Linked DNA regions of Zea mays: all the other regions are linked to region 1. The links are chromatin contacts, called in public Hi-C maps. All regions are on one chromosome and are shown on one strand. The core of a region is the stretch at or near the end of the contact, and the rest is flanking DNA. Distances in the headings are between cores, read along the strand shown.

Region 1 (3,156 bases), core at 321-2,820:
CCTTTCTAGAAGAAACAAAGTCTGTGTTGAACACCAAAGTTTGATAATCCCTAAAAAGGGACAAAGACCAATATAGACCGAGAGGAATAAAATGAGGTACCAAAGGACTTAAAGTTCATCGAATAAGCACATGTGCATTCCATGAATTTTACTCATGGTATATTCCACTAGATGGGGAATTACGATATCCTCTAAAGCTCTGATGGCAGAATCCTAAATTGTTTAGGTGTCACTGACAAAATATCCCCATTGTGTTGGAATGACAGACTATAATTATGCATTTGATTGATGAGAATCCATGATGGATTACTATCATTGATGGACTTTTGTTACACCATCATAGAAGTTGCAACGAATGAATGCCTGTAGCGATGAGTCATATTTAGAATATGTACTATTGCCACTATAATATCCCCTAAGTCCTATAAAAGGACAAGTTATTTGCTTTGCACAACCATGCATACATTGTGGTGCATGATAGAATGAAAAGTGTAGCGCCCCAACCTCGTCCATCCTCATTATTCCAGATGAACAATGAGACATATATCTTGAAGAGTATGTTTGAGTTATGAGGGATAATGACTTTGACAAATGTTATCGTCAGGGGGAGTGAATGTTTATATTGATCACAATTGTGAGACACTGAATGTCATATTGTATGCCCTGAAAGCGTCAACTTGACGATAAATATGTGAACCCTCATGAAAGTTTCTATCATATAGATTCAGTCGATCGAAGACCACCGGTCAAAGTGGCTTATTTATGTTGATATGTGCACTTACCTCGTGTATCCTAGAAGTGAGTTGAGGTGACGTTTCTGAGATAATCCTTGCGACAATATGCAATCCATTTGCTAAATCTCTATGTGCATATACTTACAGAAGAAAATGTTTTGCCATATCGAGACAATTTTGCAAGGATTAGGGAAGCACATTTCTAAAGTTAGCTCTTGTAGAAGATTCGATAGAATCCAGATCTAGAAGATCGAAATCTATCCCGATGACAGTTGTTGTACTCTTTTTTCCTTGGTGAGTTTTCCTAAAGTTTCTCACATGAATTTCTTTAACGAGGCCACAAAGTGCATATATAATATGCATTGCCATGCGTTCTTTCTCCATATTTTTTACTGGGTTTTTGGAAGTTTTAACGAGGCATGTCTTTATCACGGTATTCACCGAGGGAGAGCATTAAGAAACCCTAATTAGGGTGATATGGGTAAATACCGAATTACCTCTGAGGACTTGTTCGGTTTAAGTTGGTTTGAGATGGATTGGAGAGGATTTAATCCTCTCCTATTCAAATTTGTAAAGAAGAGAATTTAATCTCATCTAATCCTTTCTAATCAATCCCTAACCGAAGAAGCCTCGGGGTCTCCTGTACACCAATCCCGATCGGGGCGTTGTGTCCTTAAGCGACAGAACGGGCGAGCGCGGCTAGAAGTGGGCCGTAGGAAGAGACCATACGAGGAGGAGCATTTGATGGTTGGACTGAATTCGTGCAGGTCTGCTGGCTCAACTCGGCTTTTGAAAGGTCCGCAGCCCGCAAGAAAACCAAAAGGTCCATTTCCTTCCTCCTACCTCAGCTCAGACGCTTCGCGACGGCCCTGCTGCTCCGCTCTGCGTTCCCCGTTCCTTTCCTCGTGTGCTCTCCTTTCCTCGTGTGCGGCACGCCAAGGCAGCAAGCGATCCTTCCAGAATGCTCCTCCGCGTCGGCCGCCGGGCCGCGCTCCTCCTAGCCGCAACCGCCGCCTTCTCGCGCCTCCGCGATCCCGACACAGCCGTCTACGTTTCGGCCTCCCCGCCGCAGCCGCCACGCCAGGCCTTTTCCTCCTCCGCCGCCGCCGAGGGCCTCCGCTCCGGCACCTGCCTCTTCTCCCCGTATCTGCTCCCATATCCGTTCCAAGGTCCGTTTTCGCCACCCCCTCCCTCGCCTATCTACATCGGTACACCCTAGACCATCGGATAGACTGTCTTTTTGCTGCGTGGCGGAGTCGGGAGTGGTTGCCTGTCCAACTGTCCAAGGTGGTTTGGGTTCGAGGTTTTTGGAATGCCACTCGATTGGGCTTGCGTTTGCTCTCTGCTAGACATCCATCTGACTATCTGCGTACGGCGTTATGCGCATTGGCGGGTCTCGTTACTTCAATTCAGTAGAGGGACCTGTGGTTGGACTCAAGTTTTCAGCCGTACTTTGAACTACTATAGTCAATGGACCAATGTATGTCGAGACGAACACAAGTTGTAATGTGCAAAGGCATGCCATAAAAAGTTGCAGGTGTTGGATCATCCAGATAGGTGGCTGTTTTTAAATATCATAGCATCAGCCTGCTTGCAAGGTCTTTGTTTGAGTCCGGGGAATAATCCTTTTTCACAATATGATAAACTTTGATTTTTACCTATGTGCATCATAGTTACAGTTGACAGATTAGCACCTTCAAGGTGTCCTTAGTAACTCTGATGAGACTGATGCATTTTTGTTTTACCTGAATCTGCAGTTGCCTTGTTTGTTGTTATCTTCGCCTGGGTAAGATAGAGCTCTGTATCAAAGATCTTACTGTGTCCAAATGTGTTTGTAGGGTTCCCAGTACTGAATACCTTCACGTCTGCATCGGTTTCACCTGCTAACAATGGCGACCAAGGTTCTGACGGAAGCTCTGGTGATCCAAGATGCTGCCCAGCGTGTCTAGGCAGGAATTCGATTGCCAAGGCGGCATCTGCAGTTGGTCCTGCTGTTGTAAACATTTCTTCTATGCATGGTGAGAACATATCCGTCTATTTGAAAACTGTCAAATTCCTCACCAGTGTTGTGGCTATGTGCAGTGAACTTCTCGAATTACCTTTTGTAGATATGCATGGATGGGTAAACGAGCAGAGCATTGGATCTGGAACTATAATAGATCCAGATGGGACTATATTGACATGTGCGCATGTTGTTGCAGATTTTCAAAGCACAAAAGCAATTGTGAGGAGAAAGGTTGCTAACTTGGCACTACACAACCCTTACATGTTAACTGTGTAAACACACTATCCAGTGTCAACCACTTATCATTGGTCATGTGTACAAATGTGAAGCATGCATTTGGATTGCTTACTTGAACAACAATTTGTGTCAATTTGGTAGCTCATTCTTTGCTAAATTTCAGACACTAGTACTGAAGGG
Region 2 (3,156 bases), core at 437-2,936, 180 kb before region 1:
GAACTGTTTCCCGTCGTTGACGTCGCCTTCGTTGTGGTAGACAAAGCTCCAGTCCGGGACATAGAGTGAGAATGTTGTGACCATGTATACCACAAATGCAACAAGGCCACCTAGCCTGTCCTTTCCAGAAAGCGTTAGTCAGTCATGCCTGCTATTCAGTTTCAGAATCGACAAAAATGAAACGGAATGGTATTTATGTGCAGTTGCAGTGTTATTCATCTGTGTCAGGAAGAATGAGAGCTGCGTACCATTGCCACCGATACGCATCGAAAATGGCGTATGGACCGGACCGCACCGTGGTAGGCCGTACCTTGACGGTGAGCGCCTCTATCAGAGCAACAAAGAAGTATACCAAAGCAATTCTCTGATGATGATTCCAATTTCCAGTGAAGAACAGACAAGAAATCCAAGTTATTGCCATGATCTATGTGAAGCAGGTAGCAGAAGAGAGAATTAGTAGCTGGTGATGGAACCGGACCTGTAGGATGCCACACCATCTGATCTTCTTCATGTCCACGCCATAAGCGAGGTCATCCGGAGCATGAGAATACCCACCTTCGCCGTACATACCAAGATATATACCATCAAATACGGTAGTGACAAAGGTCATTTCAGCTAGATGATCAGTGAACAGAAGCACTGACAGAACCATAGCAACGGAAAAAAAAAACAAACTTACCTTGGAGAAGCACACCCCAGAAGAGCATTTTTAGTGTCCTGGTGGTAATCTTCTTCACGGCGGCGCCGATGTTGGGAACTCTCTGCAACCATATATGTCCATGTGAGCATGTGGTGATCAGCTCTCTGCTAGTAGGAAACATTGCACTTGCGAAACAGCAAGGGGTATTCACGCCTGCTACTTTCCTCTGGCAATGTACTACATCATATCTGTGACCAATGATCGATTGCTGTGCTACAAACCTCTACATTTATGGAAGTATGGATCGATTGAAGAGTGTGTTATTATCACCTTCAACGCGAAGGCGATGGCAACGCCAACTATGAAGAGGAAGAAGGGCATGACGAAGTCCGCCAGGGTGCAGCCGTTCCATGGCGAGTGGTCCATCCGCTCGTAAGCCCCACCAGCATCGTCCACTAGTATCATAAGCTGCAAAGCATGCAAGGAAATTAAATAAAATTCAACGGTTCATATATATATATATATATATATATATATATATATATATATATATATATATATATATATATATATATATATATATATATATATATATATATATATATATATATATATATATGCTCCCAAAGTCCGATCCCCCAGCTTATGCTCACAGAAGAACTTCACTTCCTTAAACCGTTTCTAAGGTCGTGGAGGAGGAAGGAGTTTGTCAGCTAGAAACTAATAGTGCATATATATGCCAGGAAACAAAATCGAACTTTTTTCGGAATAAATAAAAACAAAAGAAAAGTAGATTTGTGTACTGTGTATATATATGTGTGTACGTACCACAATGGTTAGCCCTCTGAAGGCATCGAGGGCCGCCACTCTCCTGCTGCTCTTCTTCTTCGTCTGCACGTCCTCAACCACAGCCACTCTCTCCTTCTCGATGTCGTCCTCGCCCTTGCCATCACCGTGCTGGACGACATGGCCAACGTCAATGGCGTGCTGCTCGGCTGGACCTTTTCCCCCGTCCGATGCTGCTATCTCCTGCCCCTCCTTCTCCATATCCACCGACCACCGTCTAGCTTAATTTTCTTAGACTCTAGCTACTGATGACTACAAAATGAGCCATGTTATGTATGTTCCAAGTGTGTCACATTCGTATATATATACATACGGCTATCTAGCTAGCTACAATAATTGTAGCTAGATGTCTCTTGTAAGTCCACAAGGTGCTGTTTTTTTTTTTTTTGATATAACTAGTTCAGCTGCTAGCTAGATTAGTCTGGCATTAGCGTAGGGTTGCCGTCCTGTAGTAGGTGAGGTAAAAAATGTTTTCCACACGGGAGTTCGTCACTACCCATGTTTCGTTTCTTATTGGAGTGCCTTCGTGTCCTCTGTTATTTCCAAGTGTCGAAACCTTGCAGATTCCACCGTGTGTAAAAAGCCTTCGCGCATGCATGAGGAACATAGCTGTCGAGGGTATAGGAACATATATATATGAGCAAATTAAAGATTCTTACTCGGAAGCCAAGATTCAGATTTACAGGTCTAACAGGGTGTCTGTCGTCTAGGCCGGCAAACATGCGCTCTCTCTATTTTTTTAAGGCGTTCTTATATATGTTGAAAATAATACGATAGAGCGGCACGCCGTCTTGGTATTGGAAAATCAGTCCGTGTGGAAGACGACGGCCATCGCCGGCTGCGTTTGGACGCCGCTACACATCTTTGTCGTTGTCCTGGAGCGTGCAGCTGAGGATGTTGCTCCATCTGGAATGGAAACGAGTGAGCCCAAACAAAACTAATACTAGTCATGTGCCATACTATAGTGCGATCAGGGACGTCAGAACTATCATCTTATCTTTGCAGTTTGACGATATGAAAATCCATCATGCTTTTACGTTCGACGGTTGAGCATGAAGACTACTCCCTCTCTATCATAAATAAAGTATCCATCAAGTAATCCTAACCTAGAAGAAGAAAAAATATCAACATCTAAATTCGAAGAAGATTGGACCTTTTTTTTGTGAAACTTTGCTGAAGTCGAAAAGCCCATGATGCTAACAGGCTGTCCTGGCCGAAACGGATCTCCCTGCGTGGCTGGGCTTGGCCCTGCTGCTCTCACGCGCACGCTGCTGCCCGGGCTCCCCGGCGGCCTGGGCCACCTGGCCATTCCAAACACTTACCCGTATAGTCAGTCAGTTGCTGTGTGTTACTATAATTTAGTAGGAACGTGTCCGTGCGATGCCACGGAACACAAATTGTGACTCTTCACGGTACAGAGATTTGTTTGTTTTGGTTAAAAAAATATTTAATCTCTTCAAAAAAATACTCCACCGACTGTACTTCATTTTTCCTTGCATCGATGGTACAGAGATTTCTCTGCTGGTCTTTCTTCCTCGCGGGGTACAGAGCTATCATGTTATAAATACGTGAACCAGACAACGACAAATGTCTTCATATTTATTTTAGAATAGAAAGAAGATTTTAGCACTCCAATCTTGAATCTCCTGATGTATCTTTCCTCCCAAACA
Region 3 (3,156 bases), core at 316-2,815, 150 kb before region 1:
CTGTGTCCTTCACCTCGGGACAAAAACACCACACCCATATTTTACACCCAACCCTCGGCTGTCGGCTTCAATGGATCTCATCTCATCTGGCTGGCGTCGGGTCACCACCTTACCTTACACTTCCTTGGACGAATCGATGGCAGGGCGTACGGGTACCAAGCAGATGCCCAGATCCATGGTACACGGGAGCGCAGATCTCGAACTAGCAGTGTTCATCAGATCCAGCAATGGCGCACGGACATACAGCAGGTACTACCGTACTAGCACTAGCACTAGCAGTAGCCTTTACGTCTCTTGATCGATCGCGGAGGGACGGACAGGACGAAGAAGATCTAGGTTTTCTCAGATCCGGACGGACGCAACGGAGAACACGAAGCCGGCGAACTCCGGCGGCGGGGGCACCACGGTCCAGCTCTTGCTCGTCACATCGAACACCCAGAGGGCGTGCCGGCCGCCGCAGCCGCCCACACCGTCGAGCGCGCCGGTGACGACCACCTTCTCGCCGCCGCCGACGCAGACGGCGCGCGCCGTGCCGGCCTTGAGCCCCGGCGGGTAGGGCCCCACCTCGCGCCACCCGCGGCGGGTGCCCATCCACTCCATGACGGCGTTGCCCTCGATGCACCAGACGCGGCCGCGGACGACGACGTGCGCGGCGGAGGGCGGCGCGCGCACGCGCTCCAGCCTGCGCCAGGCCCGCGCCGCCGGGTCGAACCACTCGGCGTCGCGCTCGAACCCGCCCTGCCGCGCCGTGCGGTACCCGCTGACGGCCAGGAACCGGTCGCCGGCCACGGTGGCCATGCCGTCGCACTCGTCGCGCTCCTCCGACATGTCCGGGAGCGGGTCCCAGGCGTCGGCCTCCGCGTCGTAGGCCTCGGCCGTCTTGAGCGCGTTCTTGTGCTTGTCGTGGCCCCCCGCCACGTAGATCCTGCCGCCGGCCTCGGCGCACGCGAAGAAGGAGCGCGCCGACCGCATGGGCGCGCCGCGCCGCCACCGCCCCGTCGCCGCGTCCAGCACGTGCACGTCCGCCACGGGCTCGAAGGTCAGCGGGTCCCAGCCGCCCAGCACGGCCAGCCGGGTCCCCACCGCCGCGCACTGCGCGAACACCGGCACCACGGGCGGCGCGCCAAGCTCCCGCCGCCACTCGCCCGTCGTCACGTTGTACACCGCCACGCCGTACGCCGGGGCGTTGCCCGGCCCCTCGTCGCCGTCCTTGGGCCCGTCGTCGGCGGACGGGTTCCCGAACTGCATCAGGTACACCAGGTCCTCGTTGGCGCCCGCCGCGGCGCGCGCCGACGCGAAGGCCGGCGCCGCGGCGGCGCTACGCCAGCCGCGGCAGACCCGGCGCATCGCGCGGTGGGAGGCGTGCGGGACGCGGGCCAGGCAGTCCACGGCGACGTCGTCGGGGATGCCGGGAATCAGATCCACGTGCTCCAGGCCGCCTCCACCCCTTGGGCTCCGCATCTTGCCTTTTCCTTTGGCTTGCGTGCGAGCTGATCTAATCTCCTGTTCTCCTCTCTCCACTAGTTCTACTTCTCTTCACTTGAGATGTGGGGAATGGGATGTGCGGCCTCGCAGACAGGCGAGTGGGCGATTAAATAGAGGGGTGTGCGTGCTACGTGGGACTCGGTTATTGGACCGAACGCACAGCGAAGCCGATATAAAAACCTGCAAATAATTAAAAGTTTGCATCTTTATGCTTTACTACCGGTCCTAGTGGCCTCCTCAGAGAAGCAGGGAAAAAAAGGCAAATACTTAAAAGTTTGCAACCTACAGATGGGACTGAGATGTTTTTTCTAAATGTCTGTGGATCTAGAAGAATGGCCTGATCTTTTTGGCGGTGTACAGCGTGTAGATGAGCACGAGGAGGATGGAGCTGTAAAAAAACAAAGAGTGAAATGCATCTACTTATATTATCTCGAGCATATCTCATGTATTATTCCTATTTTAAGCTACACTGTACAAACAGTGTCAATATCAGCTACAATTCATGTCCCTATTTTACACTATGCTATGTCCCCTCGAACTTATAAAACAAAAAAAAATTGATATTATAGTTTGGATGGACAGGTCAAGTTACCGTACTCGTTTTTCTAGTTTTAAATTTGAAGACCTAAATGATACATGATGCTAAGTTCGAGGATATAATGCATTTTACTATGTAAAAAAACTTACCATGGTGCTTACGTTTGCGAGCAAATGGACGACGCAGGCTGCAAATTAAGGGTGCCACTGACCTGTGTAGAACAAGTGGGCCGCTGCCGCTAATAAACCAAAACCACGGGCGTCGTCCAATTGTTAACGGCCAAAAGGGAGAATTTTTCTTCTGTGCCGTGATCGCCCCCGCCCGTGACAAGGTCTCCGCCTCTCCGGAATCCGGATGGGTTAGCAACGTAGCAGAGATAATACTCTAATTACTGAACATTTTTTTTACATTGCATTTTGACTCTCGCGGCAATCGGAGTTTAGACTTTTCTCCTGCGTCTGCGTCTGAGTTTCTCAGATTTGCTTGTGACGCAGGGATATTTTGGATGCCCGGCAACGTCGTTTGTGTCTGCACCGACCGTGCGCGTGTGTGCTTATGTTTGCATTACATTTTTTTAAAGATCGACATGTGAATAACATGGACAGCAGCATGAAATGGAACAGCCGGTCCATGAACCAGGCTTCGATCCAGGAAATATCATACTATGCGGAGTTCGGAAGGCATGAATTCTTCAGGAATCTATTTAAGACAGTTCTATTAAAGTAAATCTATATGTATATGAGATTTGTCGTCGAACGGTTAGCTCCGCTCCTAGTGATTATCACTACTGCCGAGTCAAACGATAAAAATCTAAACTGCTTCATGGTAGAAGTGAAGTGAATCTAGTCTCTACTAAAAGGAAAATAGACCTAATCATTTTCTATAATCGATTTTAATAGTTGACGTCCATCACAAATCACGTTGACTAATTAGTTTGCCTAGTTGTTATTTATCGCAGGTGCATAAGGTTCAACACAAACCAAGAAAGAAATTAAGTTGGAGACTCAAATTTATTTGGAGCAAAGGACTTGAGAGTGTGCTGCAAATTGCGCACCGGACACACCAGGCCAAGCACCAAACGAACTCAGCACTCTCGGATTTCTTCAGGACGCGCTCCGCTATAATTCACCGGA

What was found. A called contact is a pair of places that touch in the nucleus more often than the background predicts.
Region 2: a Hi-C map of ear shows a contact between it and region 1, with 6 times the contacts expected there. The contact joins the promoter of LOC103655106 here to the promoter of LOC100277723 in region 1. A contact is called at or near these places in 12 of 25 Hi-C or Micro-C datasets (bundle sheath, ear, endosperm and 4 more) and 1 of 3 datasets of contacts at active chromatin or transcription factors (leaf).
Region 3: a Hi-C map of leaf shows a contact between it and region 1, with 5 times the contacts expected there. The contact joins the promoter of LOC100383172 here to the promoter of LOC100277723 in region 1. A contact is called at or near these places in 10 of 25 Hi-C or Micro-C datasets (bundle sheath, ear, endosperm and 2 more) and 1 of 3 datasets of contacts at active chromatin or transcription factors (leaf).

Annotation. Positions count from the first base shown.
Region 1 is chr4:12,915,999-12,919,154 of Zm-B73-REFERENCE-NAM-5.0, forward strand. LOC100277723 reads left to right here and starts at 1,571. Exons shown (of 9, transcript NM_001151218.2): 1 at 1,571-1,903; 2 at 2,573-2,752; 3 at 2,843-2,970. The coding sequence starts at 1,696.
Region 2 is chr4:12,733,860-12,737,015 of Zm-B73-REFERENCE-NAM-5.0, forward strand. It overlaps LOC103655106 (heparan-alpha-glucosaminide N-acetyltransferase), which reads right to left and starts at 1,687. Exons shown (of 13, transcript XM_008681913.3): 1 at 1,469-1,687; 2 at 971-1,108; 3 at 680-761; 4 at 479-555; 5 at 249-364; 6 at 1-115. The coding sequence starts at 1,687.
Region 3 is chr4:12,766,888-12,770,043 of Zm-B73-REFERENCE-NAM-5.0, forward strand. It overlaps LOC100383172 (F-box/kelch-repeat protein SKIP20), which reads right to left and starts at 1,566. Exons shown (of 1, transcript NM_001175837.2): 1 at 1-1,566. The coding sequence starts at 1,461. The coding sequence ends at 343.